Regions from separate parts of the Mus musculus genome. Here regions 2, 3, 4, 5 and 6 are each linked to region 1. Evidence: chromatin contacts called from public Hi-C, HiChIP or PLAC-seq and promoter capture Hi-C data. All regions are on one chromosome and are shown on one strand. Each heading gives the region's core, a stretch centred on a gene start, on an enhancer-like site or on the middle of the called end of the contact. The rest is flanking DNA. Distances are from core to core; before and after follow the strand shown.

Region 1 (3,462 bases), core at 930-3,429:
AATCCCTGTGTAAGCACAAGTCAATCCCCCAACACTCCTCTCCTCCTTTTCCTCTCCATTTCCTGTCTTTAGAGTTTAACCTTGGTGTTGAACTCTGTGGGTGGAGCAGACATTCTGCATGCAAATGTTTCAAAAGCGCACTCTCATCACAGGAAGTCTTCAACTGACTCTAGGTGTTTGGTGTCTGAGTGATGGTGAGTTGGAGTCCAGTATATTCTCAGACCACCTCAGAGTCTCTCCCATGGATGACTCTACAGCCTTCCCAGGAGTGCTGACCCAGTGTTCGGCTCATCTGCAGCCAGTCAAGATATTTCTCTGTCTTTAGAAACCGTGTTGTATGACACGATTGCAAAGAAGATGTCAATAGACGTCAACTCACCCTCTAGGGAACAAATGACAGAGCAAAGTGCAGATGCCACTGGTGTGCAATTTGGTGAACAAGTGAGTTTTATCGGGACTATTTAAAGGGATATGGGTAAAGGTTACTTACAGGAAAGGAAACAGCTATGTGTCTAAATCCCACCACAGCGTGTGACAGCTCACAAGAGTGGGAAACCTGGAGCATACTGTATAAACTGAAGGCAGTTCAACAGGTGGAGAGTACCCTTTCCATGGGGCTCAGTTTCTGCCTCTTCCAGGAAGCTCAGCGTGTCTGAGAATGCCACTTGGGAGTCTTTGCAGTTAACCCATGCTTGGGATGGAGAGGCCTAGCAAATATGGTCAGTTTCAGGCTCTTCTGAACCTTTTGAGTTTTTTATTTCCATGGGATACTTCATTTCCTGGTTACTCTTAGAAGAAATTGTTACACAGCAAACAGGAAAAACCCTTCTTTATGTGTTTTCTACTCACAGACTCATTCCATTTCCCCAGCACTGTACTTTAAAAGTTTTGGCTTTTGGAAAGCAAAAGTCCGAAATCTTTAGAGACTTCTCACTTTTTACAGGGGAAGAAAAAGAACTTTCCCTGGAGCAGGAGAGAGCTGAACTCTTAAGTAGGACAGGCATGGTAGTGGCAAGTGTGAGGGAAGATACTATCACAAACTACTTAGCTACAAAGAGAATATTTGGTAGGGCTCAGAAATGTAAAAGAACACCATCTTCCCCACAAGGTCCAGCTTCCATCCGCACCCCCACCAGCCCCCTAGGTCCCAGAGAACAATAAGGTCCAAAGGGGATGTTCCTGGAAGCCGGTCATCTGTCTTGGTCTCCCGCTTTCAGAGAATGTGAATTTGTTCATCCCACACCCAGTCCAAGAGTGAAGCTGAAGAGAACTTTCCAGTTCGACTCGTGTTGATTCCTACCTTGTCAGAACTGGTCTCTTACAAATAATCCTAAGAAGTGAGCAGGGGTCACATCCAGACACTGGGGAGCAGAGACGACCGGACCAGCTGAAGGTCCTCCCATCTAGGCCCAAGAGTTACAACCCCAACCCTCACCACGCCCCTGACCTTCAGCTATTCAGACTTTTTCTTTTAAGATAACCTCAGGCTCGCATGGGCTGGAACTAGGTGCTGGCACATAATATAACATGTGCAGCTTGGTCTTTATGCAGGTCCCGCAATGACAGACGCAGGGAGCTGTTCTTGAATCTGTTGCTTGCCTGTGGATCCTGTTCCCCAAGCTGTGCTGCCTTGTCTGGCCTCAGTGGGAGAGGATGCTCCTGCAAAGAGCGGATGTGCTGCAGGGAGGGGGACACCAAGGGGAGCAACCCCTTCTCAAAGGAGAAGGGGAGGGAATAGGGGAAGGATTTATGTGAGAGGGTACTGGGAGGAGAGGGGAGCGGTTATATTAGGATGTAAAGTGAATAAACAAATTAAAAAAATAGCTTCAGGCTTTTTGCTAGGCTTTTTGCTACCTGTTCAAACATAGGGGCAGCACTGGCCTATGGTATTTAAACCTAATTTTTTCACTTGGCTTTGTTTCCTCATCGCCCAGGTGGGTGAATAATTTGGCTACCTGTAAAGCCATCTTTGTGGGTCAGAGAAACCCTGTCTCGAAAAACAAAACAAACAAACAAAAAGAAAAGAAAAGAAAAGAAAAGAAAAGAAAAGAAAAGAAAAGAAAAGAAAAGAAAAAAGAAAAGCCATCTTGTGAAGCCCTGCCTTTTTTATGCACCACTGACAGCAAATACTTCACGACTGAGTCAGAGCCACAGTCATTGTGGAGGTCGCCCTGGGCTGCCTTGTCTTCAATGGTGTCCTTGCCAGGCTGCCAAGGAAGCTCTTGCTGGGCAAGCTGGGAACACACTGTCTGTTGGAAGAATGTCCCATTCAGGAGCTGCGGTTTGTGCCAAGGCTCGACAGTCCCCACAAAGGCGCACAGGGGCGACCCAGAGAAGGAAATGAACAACAAAAACCCCAAAGCCTGGCTGACATACACTGCCCGGGAGCTTTCTGTTCCAGCATGCTGTCTTCTGGCAACCGACAAACGGACACAGGGCCACACAAGAGGAATACGTTTCAAGGAGGAAAACTTTGTGCCAGATAAGAAATGAGATATAATAATAAAGCTGGACCGAGGTAGTCTATGGACTTAGGAAGTTATAAAATATTTATGGGGAAATTCTTCGCTTGGGGATGAGAGTCTGAATGTCGGAAGAAGCTTGGAGACAGGAGAGGGGGCGGGATGGGGGATGTTTACCGAGTTAAGACACGCTCCTTTGTTAGTTCCTCGGTGTGTAAGAGGAGGTTTTGTAAGATGTGAGGAAAAGCTTCAGAGAAGAGCAACGAGGCAGGCTGAGCCTTGTCGGTAGGACCAGGACATGAGCAGATGAAACCTAATACAATAGTCATAATGAAGAACTCCTTCTCCGTAGCCTCAGAAGGACTGGGAATGTGGGACCCTATGTACTCTATCTGCGCGTTTAATCTCTGTGAATGAGAGAGGAATCCAGGACTCTGGGCAAGACCTTAGGAGCTGAAAGACACGCTGAACAGTTTCCTCTCATCAATGTGGCACTCAAAGGTGCTGAGCAAACAAACACAGGAAAACCTTTTTTTTTTTGCTATTGATGCTGTTCCACAGTTAGGCAATTGTCAGCTGTGAGGTCATAGCTTTAACAAGCTTTCCCACTACAGGAAAAAAGTACTTGAGAGGAATTTAACCTTTTTCCTCCTGGAGAGTTGATTAAAAAAACTATTGAATTTGCTCTTTGACAACTTCATACACATATAAAGCATATTCCAATTACTATACCCTCTTACCTTTTCTTATTTCTCATCTCCATTCCATCTTTATACCTCTTCCATACCTTCCCTCAAGGCACATTCCTATATTCATGAGGGTTTTGTTGTTGTTTTGTTTTGCTTTGTTTATAGGCCTGCTGAATTTAACCAGGATTTAGAACCATCCACCGGAGTCTGATGCTGATGTGCTCCAGAGTAAGCTAGGAGTAGTTCATTGGGAAGCGGTTTCATCTGGGAACCTCTCCCCTGCGACTCTCTCTCTCTCTGTCTCTCTCTCT
Region 2 (3,549 bases), core at 119-2,618, 420 kb after region 1:
TTATCACAGAACTGGCCCCAACCGTATGTTTTCACACAATCCAATTCTATCTGGGTTTGGGCGTTCTAGGACACGGTCCAGGGCCCACACAGTATCTCTCACTATTTGATCATCTCCCATTTCTTCTCAGCACTCCCTGTTTGCAAACTCCTAGGGACTTCCCTGGATGTGCCTGGTGCGCAGCCACACAACGCTTTGAGGACCCAAACTAATGAGTCATTATTATGAAGACGAATGTCCCCAGGAGCTGCTTCAGTGGTGTTTGAACAAGCAGGGGAGCTCTGGGGCCTTGAAGCCATACCACTCATGTGTGTCCAAGACCAAATATGACAGCTGTTTGCTTACAGGTTGAAAATGACATTTTCGAGAGAACAGAATGTGGTGAGAAACTAGACTGGCTCTACACATCCTTCTATTGCTGCACTGAAATCTGCACAAACAGGCAGCTGGTAATTGCAGCCATCCTCAAATTGTGAGAGGATATGATTCCAAAATGTCAGCTTTAGAGCTGACCACCCCATACTCCCTTACCTCAAAGCCAATCAATGATGCAGAGAATAATTTTCTTCGAAATATTATGAAGGGAACTCTCCAGGCACTAAATAAATTAAAACAACTACTTTGAAGTAAATAGAATTATAACAAAAGTCGTCAAGACTGAACAAAATGTGCGAGTGGATGACTTTTAGATCTGGCTGACTCAGCTGCTCCCCCTAGTGTCCAGACTGTGTTCTTACCTCACTGGATTGCTCTGCTGGCCAGGAATGTCCATCTCTAACCTACTTACTTCATAGCATATTGCTTTGTTAGGTACATTCTAAGTCAACTTCGAAGGTGTCAAAGTGGGAAAGATGATCTTTCTGCTTCGCGAGAAGGTGCTGATTTAAATCTTAATGATCCAGTGAGGTACCATAGCAAGAAAAACAGTAGAGTGCCCCTAACATAAATATACAAAGGGAAAGACTGTCCCTCCAAACACTCCTTCCTATCTAATGCTTTGTGCACGTATAGCACACCTGTCTAGCAGGTCATCTTTAAAATATGTTCTGGAGGTAAAACATCAAATTGGATAAAATATTCAAGGAAAGCTCAAAAACACAACATTGGGCTATTTCTAAAATTTCCAAATTAGGGCTTATGGCTCTGTTCGGATATAGAAGCCCAGCAGGGAAGTGTTTCCTTTTCTATTTTTTCACACCCAAAGGTAGCCTCACCATGGCCTTGGTATTTACTGCACATCTACTAACACCAACTACAACATTCTCAGGAAAAATCCAGTTGTGCTTCATGAGCACATGTATCACCTGCGGGACCAGCACTTTCGGGGAAGGGTGGGGACGAGCCTGGCCTGACCCCATTCAGTGTGCGTGGGCCTCGCCTTCCCAGCCATGAGCTCTATTTTCCAGATGTGTCTTCTTTGACTTAGTGGTTTGCCCTTAGTTCTCTTTTCAAAACGTTCAAACCTCCCAACTCGTCCAGCTGTTAAGAAGTCCCAAGGCAAGCAAATGCGCTCTTGGATTCGCACCCTTCGCTTTGCTGGAGACTGGATCCTAAGCCTTCTTCTCCAGCCAAAATAATAAAAGATCTTTTAAGTGGCTGAAATTCTTGGTGAATTGCACATATTTGCCAATGTCAGACAACTATAAATAGGGAGATTTACAAGAGAAATAGCTGAGTCTTCATAATTCCAGTAAAATAAAATGGACTATTTGGAACAGTTAAAGCCTAGGACATATTTTTATGAAATTCAGATTTATCTGCATTTAGCCCCAAATCCCCTTTAAGCAGGGAAAGCTTCCTGGATCATGCACTTTCGGTATGAGGAAACAAAAGGGCTTACTTTCCTTTAATGGTAATCATTAAACATTCTTAAACTGATAGTACTTAATTTATATTAAGCTTTTTAGTTTGGATATTTACTGCATCTTTTTATATCTTCTACCACAGCTCTATTATTATAGAATATTAAAAAATATCAGAAGGTAAAATCATGCTCATGGTCACTGATATAAGTAAAATCGCTGGTGTGAGCTAGGGCAGATGTGGTTCCAAAGTGGACAGGATTATTTGATAGCTATTTAGATTGAAGGTTCGCTAGCTCAAGAAGTCCCCGAACTCCTTGGCAGGCTAACACCTCCAGTAGCTTCCACAACTTCGATAATGCTACCTTTAAATAAACTGTTACTTAATTTTGTGCTTTAACTTTTTAAATATTGTTATTTAATTTTGTACCTTAATTAATGGCAAACTACTTTTTGGACTAGCTCATCATCACATATATTCCAAATAAATTCAATTATTGGAAATTATTTTGAATTCATTACTATAATACAAGAGAATGCAGAAATTGCTTCAGTTTATGAACTTCTACAAATTAAAAAAATCTACAAGGTAAAAATAGTTATTATTAGCATATATGCATTGTACAAAGTGATTGGATTTCATATTTTTATTAAAATTCATCATTACCCTATACATCTATATTATCCTTTCCTGTTTTTCCTGTTTTACCCAGACAGTCCTTTCTTCTTCCTGAAGAATCACCCTGTGGTACTCTTGTGTGTGTCATGTCATTCACATGCTCGTGTGTGTGTGTGTGTGTGTGTGTGTGTATGTAAAATCTAGATATAACAAAAAACACGCCATAATTATCCTTCTGATTTTAACATATTTTGTTAGTTTCATGGTTTCCAGTCCACCCATTTTTCCCATCTTCCTGCAACAGGACTAACTGAGAATGCAGCCTGCAGAGGGTGTGCCTCCCAGGGATCGCATCCTTTACATAGTGAAAACAGCCAGCATAAGATCCAGCTATACTACCCTCAGGAGCACACGCAGTACAGAGACACTCGCTCAGCTAGGTTCGCATGGCACGGTTCATAACAGCCAACTTAAACTGACCTTGGTGTCCATCCACCAACATGTGGAGAGATAAAGAAAAGGTGGTATGCAAATATAATGGAGCTTTGATTAGCCATGAGAAATGTAGAGGGTAAATGAGAAAAGTATCACGAAATTTATCACCTTGTACAGTGAACATATCCTAATAATTAAAATGAGCTACATGCATTATTTTTTTTAAAAAGCTTTGTAGTAGAGAAAAGTGATCATACCAGCCACTCTTCTAAAGACACGATTAATTAAAATAAGACTGGTTAAATCCTTCAAATTACTATAGAACATAACATAGCCATCCTAAGAGTTTCTCTCTATCAGCTGTCCAGCATCTCTGCTGACAGCACTGATCAAAAGCATTCTTGTACAAAATGTTTCTTAATTTTTTATTGTCAATGCCCAAAATTAAAATGTTGCAACAATACATAGTAAGATTGTTACACCGGATTCTCTACAGAGAACATGTTTACTTAATGGAAGGAGCTGCAGTTAGGCTGCCTTCAGTGGGGTGTTTGAAATGTGATGTGATAGCTAAAGGGGTGGCTCACCCTGTCCTCCAGCGTCCGGTGTTCCGCTCACAGGTTGAACTGCCATAAAGACTCCTGGGTGACTTGCAAAACTCAAATTTTCCTATTCTGTCAAGTTTCAAACCAA
Region 3 (3,316 bases), core at 433-2,932, 300 kb before region 1:
CTCATTCACTGGCTCATTCAGTCTTCACTTGTGTCTAGCTTGTTTCCTCTTCAACCTGTCTCTGTAAAACTCTCCCAGTAAAACTGCCTCCCCCTTTAAGTCATCTCTCTATTCTCATGAGATCTAGGCATATACTATTCTGTCAAATCTTTCTCTGGTTCATCACTTTGTTTCCCAGTTAATTAGATACCCCTTTCAAACATGGGTACTTCCTTCTACAAACTAACTTTACCTTCATTCTCTTGGGTTAATGGTGTAGAATAAGGGCATCTTTGTATTCCAGCCAGAGGGATTAAAGGAATGTGCTAAGGCATGTCTGTATTATAGCTAGAGTAGCCATGTTGTTACATTAAAATCCCTCTACAGACCCTGAGTGTAATTACAGGAAGATGTAGATTTGTGTAATTGACAAGGATGTAGAAAGGACATTTGTTTATTGAATCCTGGAATCTATGGATGGTGGTATTTTACCCGTGGGTTCTCTTAGAGGAATGGAGGGCTAATTCCTTTCTCACTCTAATTGAGTTTGTTGAGACTCAAACAAGGAAAAGCTAGTGAGGCAGACATAAAGGCACAATAATCAATATTACTAGTTATATCATTATTATCAATCTTTGGTTAAAAGAGGACAGGGACAATTCTGAAGATAGCACAGACATGGCATTTGATCTACACATTGAGTCTAAGTCCTGAGGGTTTTAAGTCTAATTTTAGGGAGGGGTTTATCTTGATGTAGACTTCCCTACTCTCCTCCTTCCAAGTGAGGTCATCTAAAATCACAAGCATCATCACATGTCACTATCCTTTCAAAACGAAATGGCAAAGGAGAGAGATTTGCATAGCAGCACAACTTTGATACAAAGTTGTCTCAACAACAACAACAACAACAACAACATCCCTCAAGGAAGATGAGAACCCCAGAACAGCCTCTTGGGAAACATTGTCTACCACACTGCTCCTAGTTCTCTTTTTCTCTTCTTTGCCCCTCATCTTTCCCTCCCTGCCCTTCGTCTTCCCAACCTCTCCAATATCTCAGCTGCACCTTTTCCTCATTGATATCACTTTCAAGAGGACTAAAGCCATCTCCTGGTGTTCATAAATGAAAATCCATGGGGCATGCTGAGGAGAGAATATTCTGGCAGAAGCGAGACCATGGGAGTTACGGTCCAGAAGGCCGAGGTTGTCTTGCTTTCCGCAAGCCACACGTGCACCGTAAATAGCTACTGAGTAATCCCAGGCAAGGAATAAGCTGTGATCAGTAGTTTCACTTTCTGAGTAAACTGATTATTAATAATTTAAATTCCCAAATAGAAATCTTTATTCTTACAAACACCAAACCAAACAGAAAAATGCAGAAGAATTTGGGGGAAAAAAAACCCAACCAACCTACCAAACAAACAAAGACCCCCAAGGTCTATAAAGCAACCTAAAAGAAAGAGATCAAACCGAACCTGTTCTTTGGTGCAGGCAGAATCTCAGCCCCAGCCAGAGGGAAGCCTTGGCGCCGCCCTGTGGTCTCGAACCAGCCCAGAGCCCAGAGTCCCCGCAGCCACAGTCTCAGCCGCCCCCTGCTGGGCTCCCGCGGTCAGGCGGCCGAGGATTTAGGCACAGCGCGCCGGGCTAGTGACGTCACCTCTGCGCCAGGCCGAGGCCGGAAGTCAGCCGTTACTTCCGCACTCCGCTCCCTCCCGGGCGTCCAGAGGCGGAAGTGAAAGGTGTCTACCGGGAGCGTTGGTAGGAGCGCGGATGCAGTGTGCGGGCTGGGGCTGGGGAGCTGCTGGAGCCTTTGCGAGCGGCTTGCGAGTCTCTGCTAGACAGGGCGATGAATGGCTAAAGGCCATTGCAGAACTGCCCGAGGGAAGGCGAGCCTTCGATGTGGGATTACGGCGGTTCTGAGTTTAGACTCATCAAGCCCTCCACACTTCGTACAGCAAAGAGCTCGGCATTGGCTCGGAATTTGTAACTTTAGGGACAGTGCCCACCCTTAGGTTGTTGTATATATAGGGCATTACGAAATAATGTATGTGTAACGTGGGGTTCTGGTATTAAAGTGCGTTTGCGATTCCGCTACCTTCCCCCCATGCGTTGCCGTTTTCTTTTTATTATGACTGAGAAATGTTTAGTTTGCGAGAGGTCGTGCATCTCACAAAAATGATTTGACCTGGACTTCTTTATTCTCTACTACACTGGCGATATTTTTGCCTTTTTCTTTTCCAAATTAGTGGTGTGGTGGTAGAAACATCGGTTTTTACCTTTTCTGGAGAGATCTAAAGTCTCTTATGACAAAGTCGACATCGATATGTAGTTCTGTTCAAAACAAAACAAAACAACCCTGTACACTTAAATGCTGTGTCAAAAGAGTAGCGGGATTGTGGAATTCCCAAAGATTAGCAGTTTTCTTTAAACACCTGTTAGCTTTCCAGCTGTGGGATGGGGTGGGGTGGAGGGGACGGGAAGGGACAGGGACATAAATCTTCCATCTTGAACCTCGGTAGTTACAGTCACCAAGATGTTGGTGATATTCATGAAATTTAACGAAGCTTAAGAAAATGGTTTATTTTAGAGGAAGATTGAAGGCAATTATTCGATATTTGCTTTTTTTAAAATTTGTCTTGGGATAGTTAATTTGCCAGAGGTTACAAATTCAGCTCAACAATCTGTTTTTAAAAGGACATTGTGTTTATACAATGACTTGCAAATACAACTTGGGTTCATGAAAATGACCCTTTTTCTTTTCTGAAAGAAAAGACAATTTAACTCAGAAAAGTGCACGTGCTTTCCCGCCTGCGAGTGCGCTCATATGTGAGCTTTGAGTTTGATAAGATAGTAGTAGTAAGTGCTGAGGGGAGAGAGCATCTACTGAGAAGGTGATGGGAATATGAGAATTATGAGGAAAAACAATAGGACATGCTTCTAATGGAGAATACACACACACACACTCATGTGTGTGACATGAAAGTAAAAGAGGGACTTTGGGAAGATAGATACAGATTCCATTATTTGTTATGTCAGTTAAAAATAATGAAAAGACAGCAAGGACACTGAGACTAAAATAGGCAGGAACAAGATTGCTTTGTTGCTGTTTTGAGTGAAGTTGATTTGGTAAGGAAGAGAGAGAATGTAAAACCCTCCTGGGGGTGCTTACCACAATGACATTAATCAGAGGAGCGCTACTTTGGGTGCTGCATGGATGCTCAGTTCAACTTTATATGTTGATACATTTAGAAAATATTTATTTGGAGGATAAGTTATATAAAGAGAAACAAAAATCTACTTGTGACAAGTCTAACAAACTAATAGTTTTTTTTACCCTTTT
Region 4 (3,236 bases), core at 727-3,226, 360 kb after region 1:
CAACAACCTAGAAACCCAGAGCTCACCCAAACTTACCAGACCTGCTGAAGTGTCTCTAAGCTCACTCATTATCTGAGGGTGAAGATGTCAGTGCCTGAAAGCACGCCCATTAACACATCCCAGAATCCATCACAAGCCACATTCCCATCCCAGGCCCTTTATGTTTGTCACTGTAGTAGGCCACTCACAATCTTTCCTTTCTCCGGCACTTTTCAATGCAACTTGTTTTATCTTGGAAAGGACATTAACTTTCAGTGAAAACATCATGGAGATTAAAGGATGTTTCAAATTCTAAGAACATGTGGATTGTAACCAATTTACTTCTTCATGAATGGATCTGGAAGTGTGATAACCTAACCAAAGTAAAACATTCTCTGCTTGGCAAATGGACATCATGAGAGACTCTTGGGAGCTCTGAACGTATCACAGCTTTGGAAAAATACAAGAACAGCAGACATTAAGTCATATGGAGTCCTCTGAGACCCTGATGAACCAGGGGTTCCTCATGAAGAATGTTTTTGATATTCAAGTAAAGAAGTTGGACACAGTGGTATACATTTGGAATTCATATAGTACATACCATCAGCAAATCTTAGCACTTCATTTGCCTGAGAGCATGGAGGCACTGTAGACTGGCCATTAGGAGTTCTGTTTTCAGAATGGACTTTCTGAGTTTGAATGCCAGCCCTAGAGCATTAATTTTGTTTCACTGGGGCTTCTTAGCCAGCCAGCCTGGTCTACCTGGTGTGCTCTGGGCTAAAGAGAGACCTTGTCTCAATTAAGGTTGACAACACCTGAGGAATTCATGTGAGATTGACCTCTGGTATCCTATACATGTGCACATACACACACATACATATCCTCACATATAGGTATATACACACATAAAGACTACTCCTTACAGAATAGCACTCCACTTATTGTTTATACAGAACATGCCAGAAATCACAGATATCAATACTACCTGCCCACAACCCTATAAGACTAACAAATAAGAGTGATGAGTACTTTTTTCATATCTAGCAAGTCTGAAGCTAAGTATTTGAGAGTATTTTATCAGTCATTTCTCAGGACATGTCTGTGAGTTATAAATTATTTGGATAAGGCAAGGGACCTACTTTCCGAAGGCCACAAAATTAATGTTTCAGAGATGTCACTCAAACCCAGAAAGATCATTTTGAAAGCAGAACTCCTAATGGCCAGGCTATAAGGCCTTAATGCTTCTCGAGTAAACAAAGTACTAAGATATGCCAAATGCATATACTATATAACATAAATCTCTGATGTGTCAAAAATAAAAATGCTGTCATTAACTGACAACAGCTTGGTAAGATCAGTATTACTAGTACTTGGAAATGAAGAGTCTGAGCTTTGGAGATGCTTAGCCACTTGCTTAACCATGGACAATAGATGTACAGTAAGAAATGATGTAGCTGGGATTTGACTCCAGATCTATGTGACTATGAAGCAAAGCCAGCAGCAGTATGGGATTTGTAGAGGACAACACACAGCAGGACTCCTGAGCATCACGGACAAAAGCTGACTATGGTCAAAGTCCATGTACTCATTAACCATGGTCTTAGTCAACAGCAGAGCATTTAGTGACAGTTTGCCTTCTGGGCATATAGTTCATTCTTCTTGTAGAGGGAGAGAGAAGACATAACATTGAATAGGGCAACCAATCTTGTGAGCGTTACTCCTTACCCTGATCTGAACCTGATTCTAAACTCTTGTTTCTATATGCTTCAATGCTTAAAATGTTTTGAACACTTAAGATATCCGGGTCTCCAGGATACAAATCAGTCATCCTGTCATACACAAAATATGGAAGCAACTGCAACGTAAAAGAGACGATACCATCCGAATGAAGGCTGATCCAAAAACACCATTTCAAACAACCAATGTTTCCTGTAATGCTACTTGTGTGCTCTCAGTTGTCTCTATGGCATTTTCATAGTGCTCAGTGTGGATCATGCCAACAGGCACTGCATAAAGGGCTTCCACTGCACAGGATGTAATGGGAACCTCACAGAAAACCATATGGCTTTTCACAATGGCTTCAAATGTCCAAAGGTACAATACCGAAAAAACCAAATCTTTCCAATATTAGTATACAAATAAATCAATGATGACAATGCTCTATTCTCCTTGCTAAATTTGTAGATAGGTTGGGGAGTGTGAACAGCTCCCTCTCTCTGGCTGATTTTCAGTTCAGATAACTCATCTTTATTCATTTCCTTTCAGTCACAATGAGCCATGTTGAGAGCAGCTGTAGGCAAAGAGGGGGAAAAGCTCTCTTCCCTCCCTCCTCCAAATCCTTGTCAAACAGTGCTTACAAAGAATCCATCTGGACTCAGTGCTGTGCAGGGCACCCATGAAATAGCAGAGGATGGGAGGGGGAAACCCATTTGTATCTAGTGTAGAGAATTAAAAGTCACCTGGATCTACATTTTGGGAGAAAATCAGTCTGATTAATCTCTGAGTTATTTGATGCAGTCAGGTAGAACCAGGCAACAGAGAAATTATACTTCATTAAATATAAACACAACCAAACCAAACCAAACACTAAAGGCGATGGCAAGGCTAGCATCAAGCAGCTATGTCTGTGAGGCCTGGCCGCCAGTTCCCATAAGAGTTACATACAAAGCTAGAAGATGAAAAATGGGTGTTCATAAGCCAAGTCCAAGACACAAACACAGGAAAAGGGTAGCACAAAGCAAGATCAAAGAGATGAACAGTGACAGTGACTGAGGTCTCAGGTCTTCAAAATCCTCTCCAGGATTAGGTAGCAAATGAATTGGGGGCTAACAGTTCCCTCCCTCCCTCCCTTCCTTCCCTTTCTTCTTTCTTTTCTCTCTCTCTCTCTTTTTTAAATTGGGTGAATAATTTTTTGTTTATTTTATGTTTTTGGATCAAACTTGGAGCTAGGAAGTAAATGCTTTTAACATTTTATTTAAAATGATTTCATCTGTTTTAATATGTAACCCCAAAGAAATCTTGTTTATAGATCGTTCTAGTACACTCCAATGACATAAAAATGGCTCCAGTTTCAAAGAGGCGACTTGGCAAGAAGTTACTGCATAAAATATTGCAGCCCTGTTTACTCCACAGCATTTTTGTTCATGCGTTTTTAATGGTTACATGAACCAAATGCTTAGGCAACTGTGTTCAAGACGATGATGAACGAGAGACAAAGATCTGTGGCGAGCAAGAACCTTTGTGGACGGCTTCCCAAG
Region 5 (3,509 bases), core at 850-3,349, 290 kb after region 1:
ATTTCTCTTCTGGTCCAAAATACAGTATCTTTGGGTTGCTCAAGGATTGCTTCTGTTTTCTGTACACTTTGTTTTAATAGTATAAACTAGTCACAGGATCAAAAATGTACCAAAAAATCTCAGCATTTTGCTCCCCCCCCCCAGAGTAACATACTCTCCCCTAAGAGTCAAACAGTGGGATTTGTGTTTGAGTAAGTTATGAGAAATAAGTCTTAGACTTGATGAATGAATCACATGTAATACTTATTTTTAAACATAAATACTTTCTTGGGGGAAGAGGGATAGATAGAAAATGGTTTAAGGGATAGAAGAACACGAAAGACATTTTTATGAATTCTAAGATATGGTCTAAATATAGAAACAGAAATGTCAATCATCTTTTATGGTTGAACATGCCCCTCCCTTGCATCACCCCTATGAGCAGACACACTGTTATTATTTATTTATTTGCACACTTCACATCCTGGTTGCAGCCTCCTTCCTAGTCCTCACGGCCACACACACAGCCCCTCCCCCCATAAATGGGCTGGACCTAGCTACAGTGTTATATGTCAGTCAGCAAATAAATATCTCTGAATACCTAGAGTTTTATCACACAGGGAGGATGTTTTTCTCACTATTCTAGTAATGGCTATAAAACGTACATCCCCTACTATCAACACCTGATAGATAAGGGATTTCATTGCCTTTGAAGGGGTGGAGCCCGGAACTTGATTGTCTGTTGACAAAGATACTATATTAGTTCCCTGTGAAATATTTAAAGCCGCCTCATTTAATTCTCTGACAAGCAGTGTTTTTAAGAATTACTATTGTAAACACCATGCCCAGTGTAAGGCAAATCCAAGCATTGTTAGCAAGTCTCAGAGACAAGCGATGGAGCATATACTGTTCGTAAAGAATTGTCTTCCCTTTGGGACAGTTGGTTACTCAGTTCTGGGAACTGGGAAGCCAGGGAAGGGTAGAGGGTAGAAGTTCCCTCTGGAACACTTTGCTGCAAGCCAGGCAATTAGCACTTCAGGATCCAAGAGCCATAGATGGGCAAAGGTTTCCTTGGAGCTTATGAGGGATAATATCCAATTGCAGATAATTCCAGAGACCTGAGACTTAATTCCCAGAAGTACAAGAAAATCTCCATCTGTTTTCTTCTCATCAGTCTGGCAAGGTTTCTTGGTGGGTAATTGTGTACACCATTTTTCAATGGGCTGTGTAGTACTTAAATTAACTAATCTGCAAAAATTCTTCAAAATTCTGCTCATCAAGGGGCTGAGGCTACTTTCTCATCTCTTATTAAACATTGGGCTGGTCTTGGTGACTCCGATTTTTAAATAAAGAAGTAGATCTTAGAGAGAGATGGGAGGAATAAAAAACAATTCTATGTGGTGTTCAAGGCTAGTTATTAAAGACACTGGTGCTATCCTATGTTTTTATGAGATAGAGAGTCCCCCAATAAGATTGTCAGGAAACAGTTTTCAAGTGATCTTACTCCCCACCCCAACTGCCAATTAACACTAACTATTACAGAGTTTGAACAAAATGAAGAGGAACTTCAGGCCTCCGAATGCCTCTGAGAAGTCATTCAGCCATAAAATCAGGGTATACTAATAGAAAAGAAAGGATAACTGGAAGGAGCCAAGAGTCTAGAACATGGAGCTGAAAGCCCCGGGAATACTGACCTCTAATCAAGGAACAGGCAATGCCCCTTGTGGACTTCAGAATGGTCACACACTACTAATTACTACATGTGCTCTGTTTCTGAAACATCTGTTTAGGTTGTCCTGTGATGACTCTTTCACAGTATGTTAATTATGGAACAAATACAAGGACCTATACCCTAGGAGCCCCAGGTATAGCACTTTTACTAAATTTAGATGAGATTTCAGACCCCAAGCCAGAGACAGATACATAACAGGTAATATATTACAGACCTTGTGTGTTATGGGGTGTGATGGGTAATTTTTATTGTCAACTTCATACATCCTAGAGTTAACACGGAAAGAGGAAACCTCAGTTGGTGAATTTCCCAGATCAGACTGGCCAGTGGTCATGTCTATAAAAGATTGTCTTGAATGATGACTAATTTGGGAGGGCCCAGTCCACTGAGGGCTGCGGCATTCCTAGGCAGGTAGGTCTGCATTAAACAAGAAAGTTCTCTGAGTAAGCCACTGAGCTGGTCAATAAGCCGCATTCCTCTGTGGTTTCTGCTTCAATTACTGCTAGATTTCTTACTCTGACTTCCCTCAATGGTGGATTGTTGCCTGGAAATATAGGTTAAAATAAACCCTGTTCTTCTCAGATTATTTTCTCAGTCAGTGATTTATCACAGCAACAGAAAACAAAGCACAGTACAGAATAGAGGTATTTTGTCTATGGGCTCAGTATACATGACTTGTGATCAACAGTGACCTGTACATCTTTTGTAATATGACTACAATTTCTATTAAAAGATAAAATTTAAGTCTCTTTTCTTTAAGGATAGACTGGCCATGGTGGTTTCTAACAACCTGGATGCTACATCCTAAAAAGCGATTCAGCATCCCTTGGAGCCCCAAGTCTCAAACACCTAACCTGGAGCCATCAAGCTTGTGAGGAAGCAGTTAGATTCTAGGGCTCTGACCCAGCTGTTCAGCACTCTGTTGACTTTGTTGACCTTCTAAGATCTGGTACCAATAGCACAGCCTCAGGTGAACTTAGTTGGACCACCATCAGATTGCAGCCTGACTTCATAAAATGTTGCAACTCACAATCATCTAGATAAACTCCTTCTGACCCCATGGAAAGTTTGAGATAATAAATGCCTGCTTTAAGACACTAAATGCAGAAGGTGATCTATTAAGTAGAAGTGGGTTGCCAGGACAACGACATACCATACTTCGTTCTGTGCGAGTGGAGAGCCCTGGAGCTCAGAGATGTTCAGTGTGGGTTCTTGTCAACAGCTGCAGGTTCCACTCATCGCCTCTGTTTCTCACTGTCCTCTTCCTTATCGCCTCTGTTTCTCACTCTCCTCTTCCTTAGCTTTAGACTTCCTTTGGGCTCCAGGCAGTACGTCCTCTGACACCGAGGTACCACTTGGCTAGGCTAGGCTTCTGTGTTGGGGACCTTGGCAGTTACTAATACCTCGTGAGGTTCTAGTTTTTCTGCAATCCCTCTGATGTCTACATATACCAGCCCATTTTGGCCTCCCAAGACCATATCTTTCCATCTTCAGATCTTCTAACTGTAGGGTCTCAGGGCACCCCTGCATCCGGGCTTCATTTTCAGCTGCCTCTTGGCTGATCTTCAGACTTCCGGCTGCACATAATGGGAACATAGATAGTGTATTTCCAGAAAAAATAGGGAGGAGGCTTATATAGACCCTATCTCAGACTTGGGGAGGACTCAATCTTTACTTTCAGAACCCCTAAGGGGGAAAGTGAAGGTGCCAGAGAGCACTCTTACCTTGATGCCACCCGCCAAGACTGTGGTGAGTTCTATGTCTAGTGCTCAATGAAATCATTACAGACAGCTTAGCT
Region 6 (3,123 bases), core at 277-2,776, 330 kb after region 1:
TTTTTCCTTTGAAACACTGAGCCACTTCTGCATGCTCATGATCTGAACATCACTTCATGATATTTTGAGAAAATAAAGATTCTAAAAATGCAGATAGGGACCTCTTCAAAATTTCAGACATTAAACCCTTTCTACAATTAAGCAAAAGTTAAGGATATTTAAGAGGGGGGAAAAACAGACTTTGCACAATAAATCTATACTTTCCACATCTTTCATGTCTTTCTTTTAAATGATCAAGAGGAGGCTTAGGGTTTTGTTGTTGTTGTTGTTGTTGTTGTTGTTGTTGATTTAAGGAAACTAAAGTGTCCTTTGGAAGTCCCATGCAGGGATAGAGAACAGACAGATAACTAGACTCTGGTTTTCTCAGTGGCATGAGTAGCCTAACAGCCATGGCTTCCATATCCTTGAGAATGAGCCATGATGGAGAAGCATCAGGTGCCATACAGGGTCAGAGCCTCATCTACCCCATCGCTGATGGTGACACCAGTTACCAGATACAAGAATTAACACTGGGAACTGAATAGAAGCAGGCTCAGCAGGCCAAAGAGCTTTCTAGGCTGCTTATGTGGGAGACGCCTACCTCTCCACAGGTAAGATGCCTACCTGTTCACAGGTAACAGGCAGTCACTTAGGCTGCAGTTTGCTTCCCTCTTCTGGCCTAAAGGTGAGTGGCTGATGTTTAGTGGTACCTGAGACATAGCTCATTTCACCAGGATGCTATCTGCCCCTCTTCTTGATTCCTATTTTACAGACAGCTGTAGGCAGTGCCTCTTCCCATGCCTAAACATGAGTCCACTGTTGGGCCTCCAGACTTGTCGTTCCTGATTTCCGTGAGATCAAGGAAAATTACAAAGGAGGACTTCCTACTCATCTCTAGAAAAATATAACATTTCTAATGCTTGCTAGTAGTTCTGTCAGTCGTAGGGGGTGGATCAAGTTCTGAATGGATGTGCACTGCTTCACACGGGCACAGCCATGTCAGGAACCCCAATGTCTCAGCCCATGAGTAACATAGACTGAGAGAGTGAACTGAGTAAAGCTTAGACGGATGGTGAAGCCTTCCGTGAGGCTCTGAGTGTGAACACTGATACTGTGGAACGATATGTCCACCATAGCTTTTCCCCGAAGATATTCACTGCTGAAGACTGCTTTCCATACCGACGTTAGCTAAACCTGCCTCCTTATGCACCCGCATATGAGGGGAGATTCGGCACTACGTCAAGGGTACTTTGGAAGACTCATGTGCCACCAATCGGGACACAGAAGGGCAAAAGAGATCTGTCAAACAGGCAGAATTTTGGAGAAACAGTTTGGAGAGAATCTTACAAGAATGGAGGAGTGAGACAGCAGAATAAAGAGCAGAGCAGGATCCGAAGGCTGATGGATGGGCCTGGATGCTGATCCTAAACGCTCAAATGGAGGGCAACAGGGCGCCTGAGAACCCAGCTGGACAGGGTAGAGGAAGGGAAGGTCGGGAGTGCCGTGTGGCTACAGAGGCACGAATGCAAGGCATGTCTGTGACATAGACAGACAGTGTGCTGTTTTGGTCAGACCTCCCTCCCACTGGGCGCCACACCAACCCAGGCCTAGTTCTTAGCCAACAAAAATAAACATCACTCATAAAATTAATGGAAACAATCTGGTTTTCTCTTGCAATAGAAAAAAAGTTTTCTTAATTACTCTTTTTTTTTTTTTTTGTAAGCTTTGAATTGTGTATCTTGTAACTAGATGCAATCTTTTAGAAGTCGACTAGGCATTAGGGGTTTGTGGCATGAGTCTTAAGAGTTATATTTTCACTTGCTGCCTGTAAAATGGTAGACTCTGAAGAGCTCTCCCGCAGCTAGGGCAGTGAACACAGATCTCTCTCTCTCTCTCTCTCTCTCTCTCTCTCTCTCTCTCTCTCTCTCTCTCTCTCTCTTTCAAAATGCATCCATCCATTCCTAAATCTTTGGTGAGAGTCTCAATGCAAAATTAGGTTTTGCAATATGAATCTTATATTTGTATCCTTTCCTTAAACATAAAAGTGGTTTGCATTGATAGTCTTCTCCTTTTGTTTTTGTTTTTGTTTTTTGTTTGTTTGTTTGTTTGTTTGTTTGTTTGAAATTCTCCTTAAAATGGCGTGGCTGTTGGTAAGTGCTCTTGTGCCACAAACAGAAGCACACCAGCACTGATCTAAGAAAACAAGTCATAACTAGAGATAGATTTACTTATTCCTATTAGGAAGAATTCCAACCTCCTTTCTTGTTCCTCCCTTCTTATGTAAAATTAATACAATTCATGGCTTATTGGAAGGTACAGCAATGACGTATTACTTAACGGAAGGCATATCACAAGATCTAAGAAAAATGTACAGGGCAGGGAGGGCCAGGGATGGATAGATTTTCTGAATATATCTTGGTTCATAGGTCTGACTTCAAGAATTAATGTATTTCACCACACAGAAATCCTATTCTCCCAAGAGGGATGGTTTTCAAGGCTTCAAACTGAAATTGTGCATTCAGGGAAATTCTAAACATATTAGAATTTTTCCTGTTTTCTATAGCCTTGCCATCAATGGTAGAATTAATGTCTTTTCATGTGTTTTCTTGAATGCCTGCAATTCCTCACTACTTCTGTGTTCTGTGCCCATTTTATGCAAAGTTAAGAATTACTTAAACACAAAGGCAGAGATTCTGAGACATCTGACAGATAATCGGGCAACTGTTGAAGTGACAGCAAACGTTACACACTCTAGTTCTTGGGATTCCTGAGACCTCCATGGCCCCCATGGGCACCTACGTAAGCACATACCCATACACATAACTAAAATAAAAAACCAACTGTGTATAAAAATACACAGTAAAATGGTTCAAAATGAACACAGTTGGCTTGTGTTTGTTGTAGATCAACTGAGTAGCATGGGGAGAATGGGTGATGGCCAGAGGGGAGAAACATTGACATAGACTCTAACCTCTTGTATGTATGCAGTTTTCTACCATTAAAGAAAAAGCTGTGGAGTCTGGAAAGATGGCTCAGTGGTGGGGCTTGCCGTGCAAGCATGAATGCTGGAGTTTGGATTCCCAGCACCCATACATATATAAAAAAATCCAGGCAAGCATAGTGGCTTGCTTATTTATAATCCCA

What was found. Promoter capture Hi-C pulls out the DNA fragments that hold promoters and counts their contacts. Hi-C and Micro-C count contacts between places; a contact is called where the count stands out from the background. HiChIP or PLAC-seq counts read pairs in DNA pulled down with a chosen protein or histone mark.
Region 2: a Hi-C map of uterus shows a contact between it and region 1, with 3 times the contacts expected there. The contact joins two enhancer-like sites. A contact is called at or near these places in 1 of 15 datasets of contacts at CTCF or cohesin (the NIH/3T3 cell line), 8 of 484 Hi-C or Micro-C datasets (the HL-1 cell line, brown adipocytes, embryonic fibroblasts and 5 more) and 1 of 115 datasets of contacts at active chromatin or transcription factors (astrocytes).
Region 3: a contact with region 1 is called in a promoter capture Hi-C map of the SN4741 cell line, with 4 times the contacts expected there. The contact joins the promoter of Mterf1b here to the enhancer-like site in region 1. A contact is called at or near these places in 4 of 39 promoter capture datasets (the 3T3-L1 cell line, the SN4741 cell line, cranial neural crest and 1 more), 1 of 115 datasets of contacts at active chromatin or transcription factors (astrocytes) and 2 of 9 other capture datasets (adipose tissue and pancreatic islet).
Region 4: a contact with region 1 is called in a Hi-C map of uterus, with 2.8 times the contacts expected there. The contact joins two enhancer-like sites. A contact is called at or near these places in 3 of 39 promoter capture datasets (cranial neural crest, embryonic stem cells and liver), 2 of 484 Hi-C or Micro-C datasets (liver and uterus), 3 of 115 datasets of contacts at active chromatin or transcription factors (astrocytes, embryonic basal ganglia and embryonic limb bud) and 1 of 9 other capture datasets (embryonic tail).
Region 5: a FOXA1 HiChIP or PLAC-seq map of pancreatic cancer cells shows a contact between it and region 1. The contact joins two enhancer-like sites. A contact is called at or near these places in 1 of 15 datasets of contacts at CTCF or cohesin (the NIH/3T3 cell line) and 1 of 115 datasets of contacts at active chromatin or transcription factors (pancreatic cancer cells).
Region 6: a Hi-C map of uterus shows a contact between it and region 1, with 1.7 times the contacts expected there. The contact joins two enhancer-like sites. A contact is called at or near these places in 3 of 484 Hi-C or Micro-C datasets (epidermal suprabasal cells and uterus) and 1 of 115 datasets of contacts at active chromatin or transcription factors (astrocytes).

The regions. Positions count from the first base shown.
Region 1 is chr5:4,494,057-4,497,518 of GRCm38.p6, forward strand. No RefSeq gene overlaps it. Among named protein-coding and RNA genes, the nearest start is that of Gm40261, 220 kb to the left of the region's middle. Within about 2 kb of position 2,180, at least 122 of the 459 cell types and tissues checked have an H3K27ac peak or open chromatin away from gene starts, as enhancers often do. A contact at or near this core is called in the SN4741 cell line, adipose tissue, astrocytes and 2 more, where this site is marked.
Region 2 is chr5:4,917,858-4,921,406 of GRCm38.p6, forward strand. The region is part of intron 12 of Cdk14 (cyclin-dependent kinase 14); the gene reads right to left. Among named protein-coding and RNA genes, the nearest start is that of Fzd1, 160 kb to the left of the region's middle. Within about 2 kb of position 1,369, at least 9 of the 459 cell types and tissues checked have an H3K27ac peak or open chromatin away from gene starts, as enhancers often do. A contact at or near this core is called in uterus, where this site is marked.
Region 3 is chr5:4,190,685-4,194,000 of GRCm38.p6, forward strand. Mterf1b (mitochondrial transcription termination factor 1b) reads left to right here and starts at 1,683. Exons shown (of 2, transcript NM_001042670.1): 1 at 1,683-1,734.
Region 4 is chr5:4,849,430-4,852,665 of GRCm38.p6, forward strand. All of the region lies in intron 14 of Cdk14 (cyclin-dependent kinase 14), which reads right to left. Among named protein-coding and RNA genes, the nearest start is that of Fzd1, 93 kb to the left of the region's middle. Within about 2 kb of position 1,977, at least 31 of the 459 cell types and tissues checked have an H3K27ac peak or open chromatin away from gene starts, as enhancers often do. A contact at or near this core is called in uterus, where this site is marked.
Region 5 is chr5:4,786,527-4,790,035 of GRCm38.p6, forward strand. No RefSeq gene overlaps it. Among named protein-coding and RNA genes, the nearest start is that of Fzd1, 30 kb to the left of the region's middle. Within about 2 kb of position 2,100, at least 26 of the 459 cell types and tissues checked have an H3K27ac peak or open chromatin away from gene starts, as enhancers often do. A contact at or near this core is called in pancreatic cancer cells, where this site is marked.
Region 6 is chr5:4,824,640-4,827,762 of GRCm38.p6, forward strand. The region is part of intron 14 of Cdk14 (cyclin-dependent kinase 14); the gene reads right to left. Among named protein-coding and RNA genes, the nearest start is that of Fzd1, 68 kb to the left of the region's middle. Within about 2 kb of position 1,527, at least 34 of the 459 cell types and tissues checked have an H3K27ac peak or open chromatin away from gene starts, as enhancers often do. A contact at or near this core is called in uterus, where this site is marked.